6 separate regions of the Mus musculus genome follow, and regions 1, 2, 3, 4 and 6 are each linked to region 5. Evidence: chromatin contacts called from public ChIA-PET and HiChIP or PLAC-seq data. All regions are on one chromosome and are shown on one strand. Each heading gives the region's core, a stretch centred on a gene start, on an enhancer-like site or on the middle of the called end of the contact. The rest is flanking DNA. Distances are from core to core; before and after follow the strand shown.

Evidence for each region. ChIA-PET counts read pairs in DNA pulled down with a chosen protein or histone mark. HiChIP or PLAC-seq counts read pairs in DNA pulled down with a chosen protein or histone mark.
Region 1: an H3K27ac HiChIP or PLAC-seq map of cardiomyocytes shows a contact between it and region 5, with 3 times the contacts expected there. The contact joins the promoter of Fbxo47 here to the promoter of Ormdl3 in region 5. A contact is called at or near these places in 3 of 115 datasets of contacts at active chromatin or transcription factors (cardiomyocytes, large pre-B cells and pancreatic cancer cells).
Region 2: an RNA polymerase II ChIA-PET map of memory CD8 T cells shows a contact between it and region 5, with 14 read pairs. The contact joins the promoter of Ccr7 here to the promoter of Ormdl3 in region 5. A contact is called at or near these places in 1 of 39 promoter capture datasets (embryonic stem cells), 2 of 115 datasets of contacts at active chromatin or transcription factors (memory CD8 T cells and pancreatic cancer cells) and 1 of 9 other capture datasets (adipose tissue).
Region 3: a contact with region 5 is called in an H3K4me3 HiChIP or PLAC-seq map of bone marrow-derived macrophages, with 5 times the contacts expected there. The contact joins the promoter of Cwc25 here to the promoter of Ormdl3 in region 5. A contact is called at or near these places in 4 of 39 promoter capture datasets (erythroid cells, hematopoietic stem and progenitor cells, maxillary cranial neural crest and 1 more), 1 of 484 Hi-C or Micro-C datasets (uterus) and 4 of 115 datasets of contacts at active chromatin or transcription factors (bone marrow-derived macrophages, extraembryonic endoderm stem cells, large pre-B cells and 1 more).
Region 4: an RNA polymerase II ChIA-PET map of memory CD8 T cells shows a contact between it and region 5, with 13 read pairs. The contact joins the promoter of Arl5c here to the promoter of Ormdl3 in region 5. A contact is called at or near these places in 1 of 39 promoter capture datasets (liver) and 2 of 115 datasets of contacts at active chromatin or transcription factors (extraembryonic endoderm stem cells and memory CD8 T cells).
Region 6: a contact with region 5 is called in an HNF4G HiChIP or PLAC-seq map of pancreatic cancer cells. The contact joins the promoter of Stac2 here to the promoter of Ormdl3 in region 5. A contact is called at or near these places in 2 of 115 datasets of contacts at active chromatin or transcription factors (extraembryonic endoderm stem cells and pancreatic cancer cells).

The regions. Positions count from the first base shown.
Region 1 is chr11:97,882,644-97,886,221 of GRCm38.p6, forward strand. Fbxo47 (F-box protein 47) reads right to left here and starts at 1,511. Exons shown (of 11, transcript NM_001081435.1): 1 at 1,280-1,511.
Region 2 is chr11:99,153,152-99,156,503 of GRCm38.p6, forward strand. It overlaps Ccr7 (chemokine (C-C motif) receptor 7), which reads right to left and starts at 1,926. Exons shown (of 3, transcript NM_007719.2): 1 at 1,838-1,926. The coding sequence starts at 1,847.
Region 3 is chr11:97,764,557-97,767,872 of GRCm38.p6, forward strand. It overlaps Cwc25 (CWC25 spliceosome-associated protein), which reads right to left and starts at 2,057. Exons shown (of 10, transcript NM_026186.4): 1 at 1,869-2,057. The coding sequence starts at 1,886.
Region 4 is chr11:97,994,254-97,998,116 of GRCm38.p6, forward strand. It overlaps Arl5c (ADP-ribosylation factor-like 5C), which reads right to left and starts at 1,920. Exons shown (of 6, transcript NM_207231.1): 1 at 1,565-1,920; 2 at 814-874; 3 at 85-232. The coding sequence starts at 1,610.
Region 5 is chr11:98,585,145-98,588,630 of GRCm38.p6, forward strand. Ormdl3 (ORM1-like 3 (S. cerevisiae)) reads right to left here and starts at 2,101. Exons shown (of 4, transcript NM_025661.4): 1 at 1,984-2,101.
Region 6 is chr11:98,051,891-98,055,444 of GRCm38.p6, forward strand. It overlaps Stac2 (SH3 and cysteine rich domain 2), which reads right to left and starts at 1,572. Exons shown (of 11, transcript NM_146028.4): 1 at 1,003-1,572. The coding sequence starts at 1,092.

The sequences.
Region 1 (3,578 bases), core at 261-2,760, 700 kb before region 5:
ATTTATGTATTCATTTTCGACAAAAAAGTAAGGACTCATACTATTTTGTAATCTTATTACAATTTAATTCAATGCCAATACATGTATTTCTACAAGAATATGTATTTTAATATCCTCATGTAATTCCAAGTGGAAGAATTCTGATTGACTTAATTAAAAAGGTTGTTATTAATTTTAATTTTTCTTTTGTTCTCTTTCTTTCTTACCTTTTTTTTTTTCCTTATTTTCTCTGTGTAATAATGCTGGCTGTCCTGGGACTCACTCAGTAGACCAGGCTGGCCTCACAGAGATCCAGTCACACAGATCCATCTGCCTCTGCCTACCAAGTGTTGAGATTAAGGGCGTGCAACACCACTGCCATGCTTACTACAGAATTTTCAAGTATTTTTACTATAATAAAACATAAATTTGCTTTTTCTTCCAGAAACTTCCATCCTAGTCAGACTAGTGTGGGGCTAAACAACCTCCTCCCAGGGGTCTTTATCACCTATTAAGGGTATAGACATAACGTGTATGTATAATTTTTCACTTAAATCTCTGAGAGAAAAAAAACAAAAACCAACTGATCCCAGTTATTTCAAAACTTAGACTCAACTGGCGAACAGCTATAGTCCCAGCAACAAGGGAGACAAAGGCTGAGTTCGAGGTCAGCCTGGTCTGTGGGAGTCTAACAGTGCAAGTCCCACAGCAGCTGGGGTGGTTTCACAAAGAAACACTGTAGTGGAAACAAACTAACAAACAAACAAAAAGCCAACAAAACAAAAGAAAACAAAACCCCAACATTTAAGTCTCCCTTTCCTCCCTCAGACCTATTTTAGGGGTGGAGGAGCGCAGGATTTTGTGGAAACAGTACCTATTTCCTACCAAACTCTTCCTGCTTTCCCCTTAGCCTGAAGGTACGAAGCGCACAAGCCCTGTGACAATGGGATACAGTTTTTCCCTTGTGGCTCCCCGGCGGGCGTGGAACTCTCGAGCCTCCTGCCTCGGCCTCCGAGGAGCCGGTGACAGGCAGCACTGCCCCGCCCACGCACCGAGAACGGGGCGGGTCTAAGGGCGCCGACCTCGTCCCTGCCCCCACACCCTCTTCCGGAGGGGAAAAAATACCCCAGCAAGTCACCGCGCTTTGTCTTAACGTTCCTTTGCCAGCGCTAAACACCGCCAAAGAGGTCACCTAGGGAACCAGAGCAGAAACTGGCCCGCATAAAAATCAAATAGGACCTGCTGAAAAACACGCAATTATTTCTACCGGAAGTACTGGGGAATATAAAACACTTGTTACCACAGATTTCGACAGTTTTTCCGGCTACAGTATCACAGGAAAGTGGGATTTAGTCGTCTCGTCCCACCATCCTCAGATTTCACAAATACTTAAAAATAAAAATAAATAAAAAATTAAAAAAAAAAATCTCCTCAGGCTTTTCCCGCCAGATAATGGGGGCGGATCCTGCTCCGCTCTCTCCGCTCCGCCCCGGAGCTGCGTCCTCAGCTCTCGGGCGCCCCCGTCGCCTCAAGTAGATTTTAGAATTCTCCCAGGAGCCCCAGCGGGAGGAGGCTCCGCCCCCTCATGAATATCGAGCAGCCTCGCCTCCTCTGCCCCTCCCCTCATGAATATTCAGAGATCTCCCGGGAACCCTGCGGGCGGAGCCTCACCCTCTCAAGAAAGGATGAGACGCCGGGATCCTCGGCTCTTTTGCCTCCTCTCTTGAATCGCTCGGAGCACTCCCAGGAGTCCACGCACGGGAGGAGGCCCCACCCCCTCGCGAATAGAAAGAAACCTCGGCTCTTCAGTCTTTCCCTTATGAATACCCAGAACCTTCTCGGGAAACGCCCCCAAGCAGGCCACGCCCTCTCATGAATACTAAGCAGAGGCTCCCATGGTGCCCTCCTGTTCAGGGATGTTATTCGGAGTGAGGCCCTTAAAAGCCCGTGCTACCTCCATTTTAGACACCAAGTTGCTGAACGGGAGAAACGGGAGCTCTTATGGTAGGGTAAGTGGGGAGGCTGTAAATGGAGATCTCAAACTTGGAGGAGTTATACGCTCCACTACGTTTTTTTACACTCAGGTTTTAAAAAAAAGATTTTATTTACTTTACGTTTAGGAGTCCACTTTTGCTGTCTTCAGACACCCAGAAGAGGGCATCAGTTCTCATCACAGATGGTTATGAGCCACCATGTGGGTGCTGGGAATTGAACTCAGGACCTCTGGAAGAGCAGTCAGTGCTCTTAACCACTGAGCCATCTCTCCATCCCTACACTCAGTTTTAAGGCAGTTTCCGATTCACTCTTCCCCTGGGCCAACAGGATCTGTCACAAGAGCTTTTCATTAAAAAGTTGTTAGATGCCTGGTGTGATGGCATTTCCCGATGGAGGCAGGAGGCTAAACCAGCCTAAGCTACTTGAGAATCTGGCTCAACCACCCCACCCCCAAAGCCCTTAATATTAAATTCTCATTTATTTACAGATTCTGTGTCTTTTTCTTTTCTCTTTTTCTTTGAGACAAGGTCTTGTTGGGTAGTGCTAGGCTAGCCTAAACCTCTGACTCTTGCATGAGCCAGTTACAGTGCTGGGATTACAAAAATCATGATCCAGTATGCAGGGCTTGATTCAGATGGAAGCCTGCAGTGGGGCAGGCTGTCTGGGAGGCCTTAAAGATATAACAGAATGATACATATTATTTGAGACTGGGTCTCTTGTAGTCCAGGCCTCCTAGACTCCTCAGGTACATAGGCATATATATTCAGGAAAAACACCTATCCACATAGAAACACAAGAAAACCAAACAACCAGTTAAAGTAGATAACAGATACCCTGACTTCCCTGGGTTGGAGTAGCCTAGCGGTAGAATGCTTGCCTAGAACACACTGGAGCCTAGTTTCCACCCCTAGCATCCTCAAAGTCCTGACTTCCCTCTTCTAAATCTTCCTCCAGGTTTCTTTTGGAAATCTGTACCTCTTAGATGTTGGGAGCATTAGCATTAGTATGTACTTAGCAGATGTGAGGTCCCAGGTTCAAACCCCCACCCTACCCCCAAAAAGCAAAAAAAAAAAAAAAAAAAAAAAAACCCACTTTACATGACTTTTTCTGTAGCCATACTTACTTCCCCAAGTGGTGCTGTAACCTTGAGATGACCTGTCTCGTATCTCATTTACTAAATTAGGACAGATACTTCAGTACTACCTGCCCCCTGCCTTCCTTATCCTGTACCTTAATTCTTGTACTCAAACAGCAGATGAAATAATAGCTGAAGGAAGGCTTGGGTGCAAACCTGTCATTCCAACTACTTGGGAGGCAGAGGCAGGAGGATCACAAGTTCAAGGCCTTCCTTGGAGACACGGGGTTAGGTCAAGGCCAGTCTGAGGAAGTTGATAAGACCCTGTCTCAAATAAAAAGTAAAAGAGAAGGCTTGAAGGGACTAGTATCTGCTCCAGACACCCCAAGCCAGCTTCTAGGCACAAAGGGGATTTATCTGCCCCAGAGGGCAAAGGGCAGGGAATAAGAGACAAAGATAGGAGGAGGGAGAAGGGGACAAGGGAAAGGGGAAGGTATATTTGTGTGGTGGTGGGGTGTAGGACAACATG
Region 2 (3,352 bases), core at 676-3,175, 570 kb after region 5:
AGACAAAGAGTGAAAAACAGATAGTTTGTGGCCCACCCGCCCTTCCAACGGCGCCGGAGCCTGTTTTGAGCAAAACTTCTTAAGCAGTTTCCCCTCACACCAGCATTTCAGAGTTAGCTATTAGGGTGCTTCTTAAGTTGAGTAAAAAAGCAAGACTATCTCTTCTTCCAGGACCAGAGTTTGCCCCACCCCCTGTATCAAAGCCATGCATTTAGCATCCCCAAACCTAGTTCAGGAGAGACTCTATAGTGTCCCAAGTGCCAAGGAAGGCAGGTGTCTGTCTCCTTTTTGTGTCAAAACATTTAGACCTTTAATGGGACCGACTAAGGTCAATTGGGATGGTAAAATTTACACCATGGAAATTGGCAAATGCTGTAAATTTAGAACCTTTCCCTATTCTGGGAGCCACATTTTAGGAAGGTGGAGAAGATCTTTGGTGGATGGTGTGGGTTCTCTGAGACTATGGCTGGTGGAGGTAGATACCTGAGGTGTAGGCTTAGAAAGCAGGCAGGTGGGAGGAGAAGCTGGAATAGATATTTGCTTTCTAAAATATACTTAGAGAGGCTGATTCTATCCATCCATCCATCCACACATCCATCCATCCATCCATCCATCCATCCATCCATCCATCCATCCATTCCTCCATCCCTCTCTCCCTCCCTCCCATCAACACTTTTTACTTACACCCAAAACATCTGAGAGGCAGAGGTGTAAGAACAAAATCCTGCTTCCCATGAGTTCATAGCCAGCAGAGGTGGACCCCACTATATACCTTCCACAGCTGGATCTAGATCTAGGGTGCAATGCACGCTGGGCAGGAGAGACAGATAAAGATGCTGCTGGCTGTGGTGTGGCTTGGAGGGGGTGTGAGGACAGCACCAGGGAACCTTCACTTTTTAAAGTCAACCCCTTGTGGCTTTGAGGCTGGTGAGCGGAACTCTAGGAACTTGGCCCCTCCAGCCCCAGCCGAGTCTGACTCTGCAGCCGAGATTTAAGATGTGTAACTGGGGTGTCTGGAGCTGGACTCCCCTTGGCACTTTGCTATAGTAGACACTGAGGCTTGCCTGGTAGAATAGCTTGTTATAGAGAGGGCTGTGGTGTGTGGGCTTTGTTTTAGGGGCTGTGCTGTGCTGGCTACAGTTTCTCTACGTGGAGTGCCCCCTGGGCCACTCAATTTTATGTTAGTCATTCACCCTTTAACCTGCAAGAGGCACAAAACCTGGGATGTGTAGGAGGGAGGAAGGGAGGGAGGAAGACAGACAGAGACAGACAGACAGATGACAGGCAGAGACAACAAGAGGCAGAGGTGGCAGCTAGTATTTGTATTGCACTATGCACAGCACAGTTTCCATCAGTTTCACTCTTCTCGTGAGCAAGGAGATTCAAATCCTGGTTTAACAGGACAGAAAGGAGGGACCCAGAGTGGGAGCAGGGTGTCCTGAACTCTCTAAAGAGAATTTTCTTAGTCCCCAGAGGTGCCAGAGAACATCACCCATCCCTACCAGCTGAGAACGTGTTCTATCCAGGCATCAAGGTCAGTCTACCAGGCTGTTCATTGCCTGCTGCTTGAGAGGACCCAACTTTATGCCTGTGTCTGTCTTGGCATCCACAGCTGTTCCTTCCCCTGGGTCTGAAAGAGCAGGTACATCCTCTCTCCAATGCCTCATCCAACGGGATGGCATTCTCTGAAAGCAGCCACCAGTTCACACCAACTGCCCTGATTGCTCTGGAAACTCCCCCCCCCCCCCATGACCCCTATCCCCCATGCATGTTCATTGCCCTAGAGTCTGGCTTTGTGTCAGAAGTTTTGACTTCTCTTAAGAGAAAGCTTACTTACCTGGGTCCATGGTGCTCTGGGGGCTGTAGAAATCACACAGGAAGGCTGTGCTTTTGGTTCTTGTCTCTCTCCAGCTAGCCCTCTCTGGCAGGGAGGAAGTGGTAAGAGCCCCTTTTAAGTTGTTCCAGAGCCCCTCCCACTCCTGTCCCACCCCTCAGAGTCTTCCTGGGCCACAAGGTATGTGATAACCACATTCGGCTGTCATAGGATCCTGAATCACTGAGTCGTTTGCCTTCAGAAAGCCCCTGGTAGTAGTGCCTTGTAGAGACTCAGGGAGGAGCTGCTTACATCTGTGAGTGCCAAGCACGCCTGGGTGGCTGCTGTGGGGTGAGATAGGCTGAGGCTCGGGAGTCAGAGGTGTACTTGCATCCTTCTCTTGGTTTTGAATAAAAGTCTCCCTTTCAGTATGAACTTGATCAGTGGCTATTGTCCCAGCAGCCGCCAGGCAGCCCCGACATACACCTGCGCAGCCAGGGTGAGGTCTGTTGAACGGTCCGGCCAGCAAGGCTTCAGTGACACAACCACGAAGTGAAAGTTTGAGTGTTTATTTTTAGTACTTAAGCTAAACATCACAGGACCTAGATGCTAGATATGAGGGTGCCTGGAGCCCCTCGGCTTTCTCTACTAACCGAGAGGACATCAAGTCTAAGTCATTATCCAAACTGGTTCCCCAAGAAGAGATTTTATTTATTTATTTATTTATTTATTTATTTATTTTATTTTATTTTATTTTATTTTATTTTATTTTATTTTTGTCAGTGCCATGATTGTCCTAGAACTTGTTCTGTGGACCTAGCTAGCCTCGAACCCATGGAGATCTACCTGCATCTGCCTCCCGAGTGCTGGTATTAAAGACATATGCCACCATGCCTGGCCTATTTTTATTTTACTTTTTTTATTCTTTGTGACCACACCCATTTTCCCCCACAGGGAAACTGATTGATATATTTATTGGCATTTTTAATTGTTGTGCCTGTGTGGTGTGTATGGTGTGTGTACACACGTGTATGTGTGCGATCGTATGCGTGAATGTGGGGATTTTATGCCATTGCACGTGTGAAGATCAGAGACAATGTCAGGTGTCAGCCTACTTCCATTCTGTTGCAGGTATCACGTCTTTATTGAGTGCCCCATTCTATACTAAGGTGAGCTGGCCTTCTGGGTGCGTGGTCTCTTGTCTCTGCTTCCCATCTCCTTGGGGGACTGCTAGGATGACGAATGCTCATGCTACTGCCAAGCTGCTTATGAGGGTTCTGGGATTTGGACTCAGTTCCTCGTGTTTGTGGGGCAATTCTCTGTTAGCTACTAAGCCACCTCCCCAGTCCAAGGAGTGGGTTTAAAACAAGCATAGAGATCATGTGGGGACTGTGGGTGGCCATTGAGTTCTAGAGCAAATATCTAAATGTTCCATTTCCAGGAGAGACACCTGTAAATTTTTTTATCTCTAGCCACTGATTGTAGACAATTCAGTGAGCGACAGGACCCGACACAGAGCTCAGAATGACTTAGCCCTTC
Region 3 (3,316 bases), core at 807-3,306, 820 kb before region 5:
CCATAAGCTGAAACGGCGCTCACAGCCACAGCGTGGCTGGAGGTGGAGGGCAAGCTGATGGAGAAGGGGGTGTCAGAGAAAGCCAGCTGAGAAGGGAGCTGATCAAACCCTTTACAGGCATGCGAAGGGCCTGCACTCCACCCTGTTGGTGGCAGAAACCAAGAACTGGCACAGTGTAGGCGAGAGGTACCACTGGCTATCACGTGAAGAATGGATTGGAAAGGTATAAATTAATTATTTATTACCAACCTCCCGGCAACCAGAGAGGTGCAAAATGGGAGACCAGCTAAGAAGACTAAATACACAAAGTGCCTTGCAGATGCAAAGCACACAGTCAGCAAAAACACAGATGTGTGTGTAATGTGTGTGCATGTACGTATACACGCAACCAGGGCCTTGCTACTTAGCCCAGACTGCCTTCAAACTGACCAGGACTGCCTTCACCACCTCCACCACCACAAACACACTCGCCCTTACTTTGTCCTACATAGATTTTCCTTTCCATCCCAAGGCACCAATGGCAACCAGGGTCTGGAGAAATTTGCAGATGTCACCATTGCATGAGAGTGCTAAGGGCACCCTGTGGCTAGACGCTGCTGAATATACAAGTTACAGGACAACTCCACCACACAGGCAACAGAATCACCCAGATTACAGGTCTCCTGGCAAGGATGGCAAGTCTGGGTTGTCAGCTTCAGTTGAGGCACTGCCTCCATCAGATTGTGGGAATGTCTGTGAGTGTGTGTTCTTGAGTATGACCTGAGAGAGGAAGGCCCAGCCCACTGTGGGTGGAGCCATCCCTAGGTAGGTGGTCTACCTGTGTAAACAAGGGAAGCTGAGTAAGGCAAGAGAAGCAAGCCAGTAAGCAGCATCCCTCCATGGTTTCTACTTCAGTTCCTGCCTCTGGGTTACAACTTGAGCTGCCTTAATGATGGGCTATAACCTGTAAGATGCAAGAAGCCTTCTCCTCCGACAGTTGCTTTTGATCTTGGTTTTATTACAGAAGTAAACTAATGCACTGTCCATAATAGACAGTTACATGAAGCACATACTAAACTAGACTAACTTTGATGGAGCCCTGCAACTTGATCCAATTAAGGACACCCGGCAAATTCAGCTTAGTGGACAGATACCCAAACTGATGTACTTATTGATTCAATTACCTTCACTTTGAGAAGATCAATAGTGTCCTAATCTAGCTCTCTGCTTCTTGGATATTTCTGCCTTATTTAAGGCATTCCTTCCCCACAAACGAACTACAGGACTTAAGAGCAATTGCCACTTAACATAAAAAAAAAAAAAGTGTTACCGATACCGAAGAAAGCTGCCTCCTCACTACACATCAAAGCAAAACACTGATGTAAGGAAGGAAACAAAGATGGAAAAGATTTGAAATGGACGCCTCTAAACGGCACAGCTCAGGATGGGAAATGACTGAAGCCCACCCTTTCAACAGTCCAGGTCCAGGATACAACTGTGAACTCCTAGCTAAAAAAGGGGGAGCAGGGGAGGCTATGTCCGAAGATAACATACACAAAATAAAGTCTACGTGCCCAAGATCTACCTCCTTCCATACCATGAGTTCAACTGTCCCTTCCCTAACCTTAGACTTCCTGGGAGCCCCCGGGAAGCCCCCGAATCAGCAAATCCTGACAACAGCAAACATTCCTCGCCGCACATCTTCCCGAGGCTCATCTCAGTCCCTCTGTGGGCTTCACCATCCGCTCCCTCTCCATGTTTATCACCCCCTTGTGCTGAAATCAAGACTTCATTACCAGGGTTACCGACTGCTACCCCCGACTTTCACCCCACCCCGGCGCCTGTGGGTCTCGGGCTCAGTCGTCGCTGCCCAGGCCTCTAGCACTTACCAGGTCTCCGCCTCCCATGATGGTGGAGACGGTTCTTCAGTCTGTGGACCTGAAAGATTCAGCGAAGGCAGAGAGGAAACCTAGGGAAACAGTTCAGAGACGGCCTCTCGGGACCTAATCCCTACAGGAACCAGCTGCCCTTTTCCCCGCCCGCTCTAGCTCGCACTTCCGGGGTGGTGTCATATGACTGCGTCAGCGTCTCGGCTCGATGACGTTTGGTATGAGCGCTAAGTCTACGTGAACCTAGAGTCGCAAGTACTTTCTACCCTCCGTCAGTTTTGGTGGCCTCTTTTTGGTTGCCTCACGTAAGCCCCTGGCCCCAACTGTTGAAAAGCCATAGGCGGGTTCTGTTGCCTTGGCAACGCATCAGGGCTCTGCCGTAGAAGCGAGACAGTGTAAGACCTCAGTATCTGCCAACTTAGGCCGCCTCCCCATCTCACCGCTACACCAGGGTTTCCAAACCAGCTTTTCGGCCAGCTCCCTCATTCCCGGCATGTTTTATAGAAATAGATGCTATCAAACAAAATCCCAAAAGCCAGATGTCATGGCACACCCCCAGTCATCTCCCACGCTTGGTAGATGGAAACTGGCCAGCTCTGGCACAAAGTTTGAGATCATTCTGGTCTGGAAATACCTATTTTTATTATTTTATTTATTTTTGTTTCCTAGACAGTGTCTTTCTATGTAAAACCCTGGCTATCTGGGGACAGTGTAGATCAGGCTGGCCTTGAACTCAGATCTATACCACTTGCTTCTGTCACCAGAATGCTGGAATTACAGACTTGCTAAACTATAGCCAGCTTGTGTCTTTATTTTTATTTTTTAAGATTTATTTATGGGCCTGTCAGTAGTGGCACACGCCTTTGGTCCCAGCACTTGGGAGGCAGAGGCAGGCAGATTTCTGAGTTCAAGGCCAGCCTGGTCTACAGAGTGAGTTCCAAGGACAGTCAGAGCTACACAGAGAAACCTTGTCTCAAAAAAAAAAAAAAAAAAAAGAAAGAAAGAAAGAAAGAAAGAAAAGAAAAGAAGAAGAAGAAGAAAAGATTTATATATAAATAAGTACATTGTTGCTGTCTTTAGACACAACAGAAGAGGGTATCAGTTCTCATTATGGATGAGTTTGTGAGTCACCAGGACCTTTTTTATTTTGGTTTTTCAGAGACAGGGTTTCTCTGTGTAGCCCTGGCTGTCCTGGAACTCACTCTGTAGACCAGGCTGGCCTCGAACTCAGAAATCTGCCTGCCTCTGCCTCCTGAGTGCTGGGATTAAAGGCGTGTGCCACCACCCACCCCCCCACACCCACCCCCGGCCACCAGGACCTTTTGAAGAGCAGTCAGTTGTCTTACCCACCAAGCCATCTCGCCAGCCCTTGTGTTTTTATTTTTGAGTTGTTAGAATTAAAGAACTGGAGTGATGGCTCAGCCATTAAGAACACTGGCTCCGAGCTG
Region 4 (3,863 bases), core at 670-3,169, 590 kb before region 5:
AGAAGGCTCAGAGAATATGTCAGGTGACTAACAGGCTAACGCTCAGCCACCTCTTTGACCTCCCCGACCTGGCTCCCTCCTTACCTCAGCATTAGAGTAGTAAGTGTCCCAGGTGGAGCGCAGCGCCTCCTGGCCCCCTAGGTCCCACATGAGGAAGTGAGTCTTCCGAAGAACAATTTCTTCCACGTTGCTCCCAATGGTGGAGCAGGTGTGAACAACCTCATTGGTCAGGCTGGGGAGGCAAGAGAAGGGCCTAAGGTCGTTGCCCAGTTCACTCTCAGCTCAGACCCTCTACTCCCAAAGCAGCTGAGTCCAACCCAGAACAACTCAGCTCTGGGTGACCAAGCACTGGGCAAGGCCCACGTCCTGTGGTTGATATGGGGAGAGAAAGGTCTGAGTTTGTCTGAGTGTGGCCTGGTCTGGCAGAGCTCCGGTCCGCCCTGGCTGGGGTTTGAAGTAGGAGACCGAAGTTAACCAAGTGTAAGGGGCAAGGGTGAGAAGATAAGGGTCCTGCCGCCAGGGGGAGCCAAGAGCAGCGAGGCGAGAAACCGCCTGGCATTCCACACCTGCCAGGACTGAAATGTGTTTGGCAGGGTAGATCGCGGGAGGCCGTGGGACCTGAAGTCACCCATTGCTGGCGGGATCCAAATCCAGGCCAGCAGCCACTAAATCAGGAAGGTCATACCAGCGTCTTCCCATCACTTCTTGTCTACAACTACCCACTAACCCAGGGAAGGGCTCTGGTGATTGGTGCAAATGACTATCAGTCTAGTGTGAGGCCCAGCCCACTCTATCCACCCAGTAGTTACTTACAACTGGTAGAGAATGGTGGTCTTCCCTGCATTGTCCAGTCCCACGATAATGACTTTGTGCTCTGGAGGCATCCAGGGGAAGGGCAAGGTCAGAGCCAACCCGGACGACTGCGGGCGTGGGTGTCCCTAGTAGGCTTCTCGTCCTGGCCTCTTCCTCACCCTCTGCTCTTGTCTGGATGAATGGATGCCTTCTCTCCCGGCTCCACACATCCCTTGGCAATCTCCGAGCTAAAGCTCGGTATCTCAGCTTTCTGTGTGCGCCCCCCCCCCCAATTTCCTAGGATGCTCAGAGAAACGCGGTCCGGGGGACCTCTGTCGAAGACTGTACCGTTTCACTTGCCATCGGACCGGACCCCTGCACCCCTCCTGACCCCCTACCCCACCTCCGTCTACATTTCTAGACAGCGATCGTCTAAAGGGTCCGAAGCACACTGGGCTCTAAATCACAATCTCAGGAAATTGACTTTGGGGGCCCTCAGGGTCGCACACAGCTCAGCTGGGTGGTGGGGTCAGAGGCAGAAGGCTCTCCCACCCCTGTGCACTGGGCACACTGAAGCGCGGGGTCAAGGTGGGGGGCGGGGGGCTTGTGGGAGGAGAGCAGGCAGGAGGCCATGGAGAGTATGGGAGTGCACAAATCCAACTCTAGCAGCGCAAGGTTCCCAGTCAGTCTTCACGGACGACTCCAAAATCCCAAGAGCCCCAGAAGACAGCGGAATCAAAGAGGTCACTGGGCTGCCCGGTGCGCCGCTTACCCTGACTCCCAAAGATTCGCATCAGCTTGGCTATCAGCTGTCCCATGGCACTCCCGGAGCTGGGGGCGGGCGGGGCTCAGCAGCCTCCAGGACCAGAGTCTGGCCCCAAATCTTCAAAGCCCTGCCTGGGGGAGGGCCAGACCCGCTGCTCCTATCAAATGTGCGGAACCCCAAGCGTCACCCTCGAGACCTGGGAATCCCACCGGACGCTGGCTCTTTCTCGGTGCTGAGGGTCTGAGTGGCGTCACCACGAAGACTAGGTATTTGTCTAGGGGCAGGAAAGTGCAAGGAAAATCCCAGAGTCCTCTTTACCCTGAGAAAACTGAAGTTGGAACTATCTGCTTTAGTGTTGCGAGTAGAGTGAGCAATGTGCAAAATGTCTGCTCTTCCTCTCCAAAAGCCACCGCTGGGGGGAAACCCTCCAAGGGCGGTCCAGCTTTCTCACATTGAGACACAGCATCCTCATCTACAAAGTTCAGACTGAAGAACCCTGCAACTCAGTTACAAAACAAACAACAAAGAATCTCAAAATGTTTTGCTAATCCAATCTAGTAATTTTTTAAAACTTTTTGTTTGCTTGTTTGTTTTTGTTTTTTGAGACAGGGTTTCTCTGTGTAGCCCTGACAGTCCTAGAACTCTCTGTAGACCAGACTGGACTCCAACATCAGAGATCCACCTGCCTCTGCCTCCTGAGTGCTGGGATTAAAGGTGTGTGCCACCAAGCCCAGCATTTTAAGATTTTGTGTGTGTGTGTGTGTGTGTGTGTGTGTTTTCACGTGCACGCACGCTGAACCACATGCCATATGTTTAAATACATGTATACCTTTGGAAGCCAGACGAGGTACTCAGATCCTAGCTTGGATACTGGAAACCCAACTCAGGTCCTCTTAAAGAGCAGCAAGTGCTTTTAACTGTTGAGCCCTCTCTCTAGCCCCTAATTACATAGTATTGTAATTTTTCCCATTTTGTGTTAGATGGCATTCACAGCTATCCTTAGCTACATGCAATTGCATGCAACCTGCAGGCCACAGTCTGAGGAGATGGTTCAGCAGTTAAGAGCACGTGTTGCTCTTCCAGAGGACCAAGTTCTGTTCCCAGCAGCCACCATAGACAGATAAGGACTCTCTATTAACTCTGGGTCCAGGGAACTTGTTGCTTCTGGCTTCTGCACTCTGTGCAATACCCACATGCAAATGCACACACCAATATATAATTAAAAGTAATAAAAATAAAAAATTTAAATCACCATGATTGCTGGGCATGGTGGCACACACCTTTAATCCCAGCATTTGGGAGACAGAAGCAGGTGGATCTCTGAGTTTGAGGCCAGCCTGGTCTACAGAGTGAGTTCCATGCCCCTTCCCCATTCCAAAGGAAATGAAACAATAAATACCGAGCCTGGGCTACATAGTGAGATTGTCTTTTACAATCTAAACCAGCCAGTCTCTCTCAGCAGAGGGAAAAGTCTTTTTATTTGTTGATTTGTTTGTTATTTTCAGAGGACCTAAATATATAATCTGTCACCCTGGCTGGCTTTAAACTCCTGAACTCCAGCAATCCTCCTGCCTCAAACTTCTGAGTGGCCTTCTGGCCTCACAGGCTCCAGCAGCAGGTAGACCCAACAGTGGGTTTGTGGGTCACGAGGAAAGTAGCAGCCCCAGCAGGAAGAGGGAGAAAAAAAACCAATGTGTTGTTTGTGAATTTCACAACCTGGGAGAAACCCAGAAAAAAATCTAAAGAGAAGTGAAAAAAGGCACGTTGACCTTTGGCTGGAGTCCCAGACTCCGTATTTTCTCTTTGGTCCTGAGAAAATTGGAAATCTTTGATATATTTCTCCAGCACTACAATTCAAGGCAGACTCCAAGAAAGAGGCTGTAGTCATCACATCACACTGGAGCATCCTCCTAGGGCCCCTATGGCTGTCTGCCCTCTGCTAAGGCAGCACCCCCAGCGGGGGGGATTCACCTCTACCTCTACTGCGCTCGGGCCCTCCCTCCTCCTCATGTCTTACCAACCTTTCTTTTTTGTTGTTGTTGTTGTTGTTTGTTTGTTTTTGTTTTTCGAGACAGGGTTTCTCTGTGTAGTCCTGGCTGTCCTGGAACTCACTTTGTAGACCAGGCTGGCCTCGAACTCAGAGTGCACCACCACGGCTGGCCCAACCTTTCTTAAAGACAGTTCAGGGTCCATGACTCCCCACTCCATCAGCTTTGGCTGGCTCTCTGTTGCCCACTGAGTTCAAAGCAACTTCCTTATGTGGCCTTTGAGAGCCTCCATAAACAGCCCCTGCGTGCCTACTTCA
Region 5 (3,486 bases), core at 851-3,350:
ACAAGGAACTGAAAAAGGCTACCCTTCATGCCCAGAATACAACAGTAGTAGCCCACAGTGGCCAGAGGGGAGCATGGCTGTCCCCAGATTCCTGAGGGCCCACTTGCTGACCAGCAGAAAGTGGAAATGGGAGGCATCCATGTACTGGCTTACCCTCTCCCACTTTAGTGTCGAGCCTGGGAAAGACACATTACTGAGGCTAACAGCAAGGTGCACAGAAAGAAGGAACAATGGAGAGAGTCTGGAAGTGCCAGCCCAGCTCCCTCACCCTGCTGTAGTCACCTCACCCCCAGACTCAGATGCTATCTCACCCAGCTAGGATTCTGGCCAAGCCTCCTCCACAGGAGCTAGCATTCACTCAGATAAGTTCATTACTTAAGGATAATGGAAGCAAGTTTCCTCTTCTCAAATACCTCGGGAGATAGGACCCACAACAGTTTCCCAACAAACATACCCCTGAGTTGGCCTAGGGTGCATGCAGGTGGACATACGCCAGGGACCAAACTCCTGGCTCATTAAGACAGATAACTGGTCCCAACAGAAACCCAAGGAACTAGAACACCAGTTGTTTACCTTCCTCAGGCCTTAGGGCCCTTAACAGAGCCCACCCCTGGGACATCTACTATGTAACAGCCTCCATGGGAGGGCAGGGACTGAGAGCTAAAGTCTCTGAAAGATCATTAAGGTGAGGAAAAGTTTCCCAAGTCTCGGCAGAAACTGCTGTCCTTCTCCATTACACAGCCCTACAGTGGCACAGCTATAGACACAACTCCCTCACACTGCGGTTCAGTAGTGCCAAACCTCTGGCTGGATCCCAGGACTGCAAGACCCTCCACTCCTTTCTGGCTCTAACAGGGCATCTAAGAGAGCCTAGGTGACCCCACGGGAACTGTCTTCCTAAAGCCTAAGTGCTAGTTGTCTTTTAAAGCAGGTTAGGAACTTCAGGAGACTGCTGCACCCTCTTTCACCATCCTCCCAAAAGTACTCCTGAGACTTTCCTGTGGCTTTGTGTATTTCCATTAGGACACAACTGACCTTTCTCCCAGAAGTGAAGAAATAGGAGACTGGCAGGGGCAGAAAGGTCTGGGGTGACCAGACTGAAAACTGCTACCACAACTGGCAGGTAGCTGGTGTGATTTCATAATCTGCCTCAAATCAGAGCCTGAAGCAACTCCGTCCTGTTAACCACTTTTTTTTTTTTTAAACTTTTGGCTATGGTATAGCTCTTTGCCTCTTTTCCATGCAGGCCCAAGCCAGTCTGTCAGACACTCATGCCAAGACCAGATTACCACCCCCATCTCCTCCCTCCCGCCTTCCCCCCCTCCCCGCGGCGTTAACCATCCGGTAAGCACTTCCCAAATCCCTCCCCAGTTTAAGACTTGCCCTTTATACAGCAAACCTGTTCCCAAGGGATCCCAAGAGGGAGTTCATGCAACACACAATGTCGCTTCCACTCGGCCCACCCTCAATCTGCAGAACCACGGTTGTCCTCGCCAGCCCGACTCCTGGACTCAGGAAAGTGGGTGTGGAAAAAAAAGCAAGCCTCCACGAGTCAGGAGCGAGGGAACGGTGTCCTCGATATCTTGGGAGTATGTGTATGAGAACTCCTTCCACGGGGCCTCCCGCTTCTGCTCTGCAGCCTGGTACCTCGCACTAGCAGTCTGGCCGGGTTCGGGGCCCAACCCCCATCTCCACGCATTCACTCAACCCTGGAGGCAGCCAAACCTTTATCCCTTAAGTCCAGCCGTTCCCCGCCTCCCACCCCCAGCTGCAGCGCTCCTCCCGGATTATCACCCCCGGCCCCCTGCTCCCACTTTCCTCTTTTGGCACTCCTTCGCCTGATGCACGCACTCTCCACCCCCAGCCACCCAGCTCAGGTCTCCTCCTGCGCGGACGCCTCCCCAGCAGCAGCCTTCTCTCCCGGCTCTCCAACCCGTGGAGCCTTCGGGCTTCACCACTCCGATGCCACCCGTCTGGACTCACCGCGCGGGGTTGGAGGTCGAGGGCCCGGGAGAGAGCCCGAGAACCCGGGCCGCGGCCGCTCCAGCAGCTGTAACAAACCAGCGGCGGTGGCTACCCCGCTGGCAGCTCTGGCCGAATCAGCTCCCCGAGCCGGGGCGGTGACGTCACTACCACGCGCCTATCACGTTGTGCCTCTTGGGAAGTGTAGTTTCTAGGCTGCCTCCTCACCGGCCCGCCCGGCGCCTCCTGGGAGTTGTAGGCTTTTCCCTGGTCTAGCTTTTGATCCCACCGCGAGCTTTGGCACCCCGCAGAACGTCCCACCCTGACGCAATAGTGAGATCAGATGCTGTCTCTTTGGTGCGTTAACAATTGTAGCTTTTGCATCTGCGCCCTTCACGTGTTGCACAAGCGGTTTGTCCATGTCCCATCTTGTAGTCGAAGACTTAAGAGTTTTAAGTAACCTGCATTAAGGCCCTGCTAAGATAGCCTGACCCTAAATGCAGAGGTTGTTTTGGTTTGGTTTTTTCCTAACCGTCGCTGCCTGGGCCCCGGATTATCTCCAGAAGCCGAGAAACACTACCCTTTGCCCCGAAGGAGCCCCATTCACTCCCGGGATTACATTTTTCAGGACTTTAGTTGGGTACATGTGTTCAGGGTAGAGACAGGAGCCTGTGGGCATCTTTGGCCCACCTAGTCTTTATGCTTAATCCTTGCTGGTGTAGGTCTGGCCACTCCTGGATCTCCTCCCTACATCAGGTATAAAATAGGATTTATGTCATAGGACGAGACCTTACTAACGTGAGGAGCTTTGAGCTTCTGTCTGAGGTTAATACGTGTAGCTTTAGGTAGGGAGCCTCATTTCTGCAACTTTCATGTCTGGAAGCTCTGAAAAGAAGGGCACAGACTTTATTGCTAGGTACATATAGTGTATGTACATCTTTATTGGCAGAGTAAGCCTGGACAAATGACTTGTCTTAATCTCAGTTTTACAGCTGTCAAAACTTACTCCCAAGGTTGCTTTGATATTTCAAAAGAATGTCATACAAAGCACTTCTTATCTTGTAGGAACGCAACTAGAGTGTTCTTTGGCTCTCCTAGGTCACTCCCACTTTCCACGTCAACAATAGAGGGCCTCCTTTTAGTTGTTTCTACTTCCCCCGCCCACCTTCTCAGTCTCGTGCCCATAAACCCTGGCAAGGCTGGAATGACAGGAATAGATGACGTAACAGATGCCAGCCTGGCTGGCTGTATATGCGCGACGGACTGAACATGCGAGGACTGGAAGGAGAAGGCCTGCCCGGACAACCTGGGGAGCTTTTTCCTTAGACCCGCCCATCATCAGGGAGCTGCCAGAGGGGGTGGGGGCGGGGAGGAATAGCTGTCTCCGGCCGGAGGCGGAGCCCTGGAAGCCAGGAGTGAGTGTATATCTATCTGACTTACCCTGAGAAGTAAAAATGGGCAGCTTCTCAAGTATTCCAGAGGCAGGGGCCCTTCAGATCCGAACATCTAACTAACCGTCCTTCA
Region 6 (3,554 bases), core at 322-2,821, 530 kb before region 5:
TCCCACAGTATCCTCTCTTCCCATTTCCCGGCGCTCAGATAGCTTCCCACAGAACTTCATGAACATCTAGAAGTTGGGGAGGGGGCAGACTCATTAGGAGTGGGAGGTGGAATGTAAGCGACAGCCTCCCCCACCTCTTTCAGTGCCCGCAGTCTGGGCTCCGCCTGCCTTCATAGGAGAATAATTTATTCATTGTGACTCCCGCAAGAGTAACAATCATAGATAATTAGGGTTAATTATGACATTCATTAATTACGATGACTTCTTCTTTTGATTCTGCCCTCTCTCCTCCCCTCTCCTGGTTCTCCAAGCGGGGGGTGGGGCTGCCTCTGGCTCTGGAACCGCAACACTCCGGGTCCCCGCCCGCCACCGACGGCCCGCGCTGCCGCAGCCCCCAGCGCCGGCTTGAAAGCTGCGCACCCGGGGCCGCAGCCTTTCGGGCCCCCAGCCTAACCGGTCCGCGAGGTGCGTGCCAGGCTGCTGTGGGTCAGAGAGGGACGCCGGAGACACACAGAGGAGCACGTAGGGAAGCAAAGAGAAGCGGAGAGTCTGCACGCTCCGAGGAGACGGTTGTGGCTAGGAATTCAGAGGCAGGAGAGAGGGGGCCCCGGGGAGCCGCAGACAGCGATGTGGCGGCCCCGGGAGGGTGCGCCCCGCACGCACACACGCGCGCGTACACCGGCCCACACCCGCTACACACGGCCACACACGCCCTGCGCCTCCGCTGCGCCGATTCCCTCCAACAAAGCCGAGTTACAACCGCCCAGGAGGGAGCCGGAGCGCGTCGGCGCCTCGCGCGTTCTGGCGGGTCGTGCTCGTGTGATCTGCTCCTTGGGTCCCCTCGTCGCGAACCCTCTCCTCCTTCCCCGGCACGGCGCGCAGCCTTAGGAATCACGCGGGCCCGGTTTAGCTTCCGTAACCCCAAAGGGACCCAGCCACTGTGATCAGCGCTCCAAGTCAGAGATGCCCGGGCGGGGCCAGGCCTCGCACCCCACGACTTACCTTGGTTTCTTGGAGGGTGGAGACGGTCCCTGGGGGGGTATGGGTGGCCGCGTCATCCGGTTCATTCTCCTTCTCGCTCATTTCGGTCATGGTTGGGGTATAAAGGAAGAGAGGGTGCGGAGACCCGACGGCAGGCCCGCTGGGGTCAGGCTGTGAGTGGCGGGCGTCTCTTTGGGACTCTCAAGCCTTTCTCCAGGGGCAGCTCTTCAGTGACCCCAGGAGAAACCCTCCCAGGCAAAGCAGCCCCCTAACCCCAGGCACCAGGGGAGAAAGTTGTCGGTGTGGCAGGGGAGAGGGAGGCAATTACCCCGAGCCGCGGAAGCTGGACGACCCGGGGTGTGAGGACCAAGGGTCTGCAGAGGATGCTGCGCTCCGCGGGAGGAGGAGGGAAGTAGGGATGCGCGGATGTGCAAAGCCAGGGAACGACCGAGCTGTCCGAGTCCGGCCGGCTCCGCCGTCCTCTGCGCCCGCCCCCCATCTCCCTCCCCCTCCCCGCGCCGGCCCCAGCCTTGCACCCGGCGGCCCCTCCGCCCAGTCCTAGCCTCCCAACTTTGATTTAGGAGGTCGCCTGGTCCCTCCCCCTTCCCTCCGCCACTCCCCCGCGCAGCTATGCAAATGAAGGTTCTCAGCTATTGGCTGCGGTGGTGGCTAGGAGGGCCAGCTGGGTGGAGTCTTGGGGGGCTCGACAAGATGGGGAGGGGTTTGGAGGGTAAAGAAGCGGAGGGGTAGTTTTACAATGGAAAGCCCGAAATGGGGGCCGATAGGTGGGGAGACAAAATTGAAGGAGGGCTGGGACAATGATACTAGAGTCTGGAAATGCAAATAATTCGAGGATGCCGCAGAATAGCCGAGAGGAAAATCAAAGTTACAGCGTTCTGATAGTGCACATTGGAAGATGCCGCACCTTGACAGAGAAAAAGACCCGCTCGCCCCATTAACTTGATGCCTTTCTAGAATCTCATCAAATTATACATACCACTACTAGACTTATAGACGCTCCCTGAAGCAGAGAACAGGCTGTTTTGTGTGTGTTTATGATCCGCGTGCTCTTATGTCTGACTGTATGAGAAGCGCACGTGTGAGTTTGGTTGGCAGAGGTTAGCTTCCAGTTCCATTCCTCAGGAGCCATCTACCAAGAAATTTGAGTCTGAGTCTCTCATTGTAAGCCAATTTGGCTAGAGTGGCTGGCCGTGGAGCCCCAGAAATCCTGTCTACTTTCCCAGTGCTGTGGATTTGGCCCTTTTAAATAGAGGCTGGAGATTAAAGTCAGGCCCTTATACTTGAATGATTTTAAACTATCCTAGCGTGCCGGGGCGTGGTGGCACACACCTTTAATCCCAGCACTTGGGAGGCAGAGGCAGGAGGATTTCTGAGTTCAAGGCCAGCCTGGTCTACAGAGTGAGTTCCAGGACAACCAGGGCTACACAGAGAAATCCTGTCTCAAAAAACCAAACCAAACAAAACAACAACAACAACAAAAAACTATCCTAGCAGTCTACATTTTTTATTTTTGAGACAGGGTCTGTCTATGTCTCCCAGGTTGGCCTGGAATGCACTATGTAGCCCAGGCTGGCTTCAAACGCATCATCTTCCTGCTGCAGTCTCCCTAATGTTAAGGTTACAGACTGAAGACACCTTAATGAGTCAAAAGTGAAGCCAAACCAGGCATGGTGGTGCATGCCTATAATACCAGCAACCGAGAGCCAGAGGAAGCCATATCTCTCTGTGAATTTCAGGCCAGTCTCATCTACAAAGTAAGTTCAGACCAGTTAAGATTATAGTGAGATCCTATCTCAAAAGAAAAAATAGCCGGGCGGTGGTGGTGCACGCCTTTAATCCCAGCACTTGGGAGGCAGAGGCAGGTGGATTTCTGAGTTCCAGGCCAGCCTGGTCTACAGAGTGAGTTCCAGGACAGCCAGGGCTACACAGAGAAACCTGTCTTAAAAACTAAAAACAAAAAACCAAAATCAAAAACAAAAAAATAAAAAATAAAAATAAAACAAAACTCAAACTGAAAAAAAGGCTAGGGCAGACAGCTTTTCGTTGTGGATGGAAAATCAGGCAACCATGAGCCTTAGTTTTCCTGTCTGGACTTGAGCAGAAATGGACTTCCATTATCATCCAGGAAGTCTCCAAACCTCTCTAAGTTAGGCTCTTCTAAAATCCTGCAACACCTGAAATATGGTCACCCATAGGCCCTGGTGTTCTCTCCCCACTCAGTCTGAAGGTGCTTCCTCTTATTCCTCTTCCTCTTCTAAAATATCTTTATTCTTATTTTATGTGCATTAGTGTTTTGCCTACATGTGTAGGTGTGAGAGTGTCAGATTCCCTGGAACTGAAGTTACAGACAGTTGTGAGCTGCCACATGGGTGTTGGGAATTGAACCCAGATCCTCTGGAAGAGCAACCAGTGTTCTTAACCACTGAGCCATCTCTCCATCCCCTAAAGGTGCACCTTCTAATGCATGGCTATAAACCCGTACTTATTTCCCCAGGCCTTCTGTTTTTCAGCACCCTTCTGGCCCTGAGCCGATTTGGCCTGATCAAGGATGC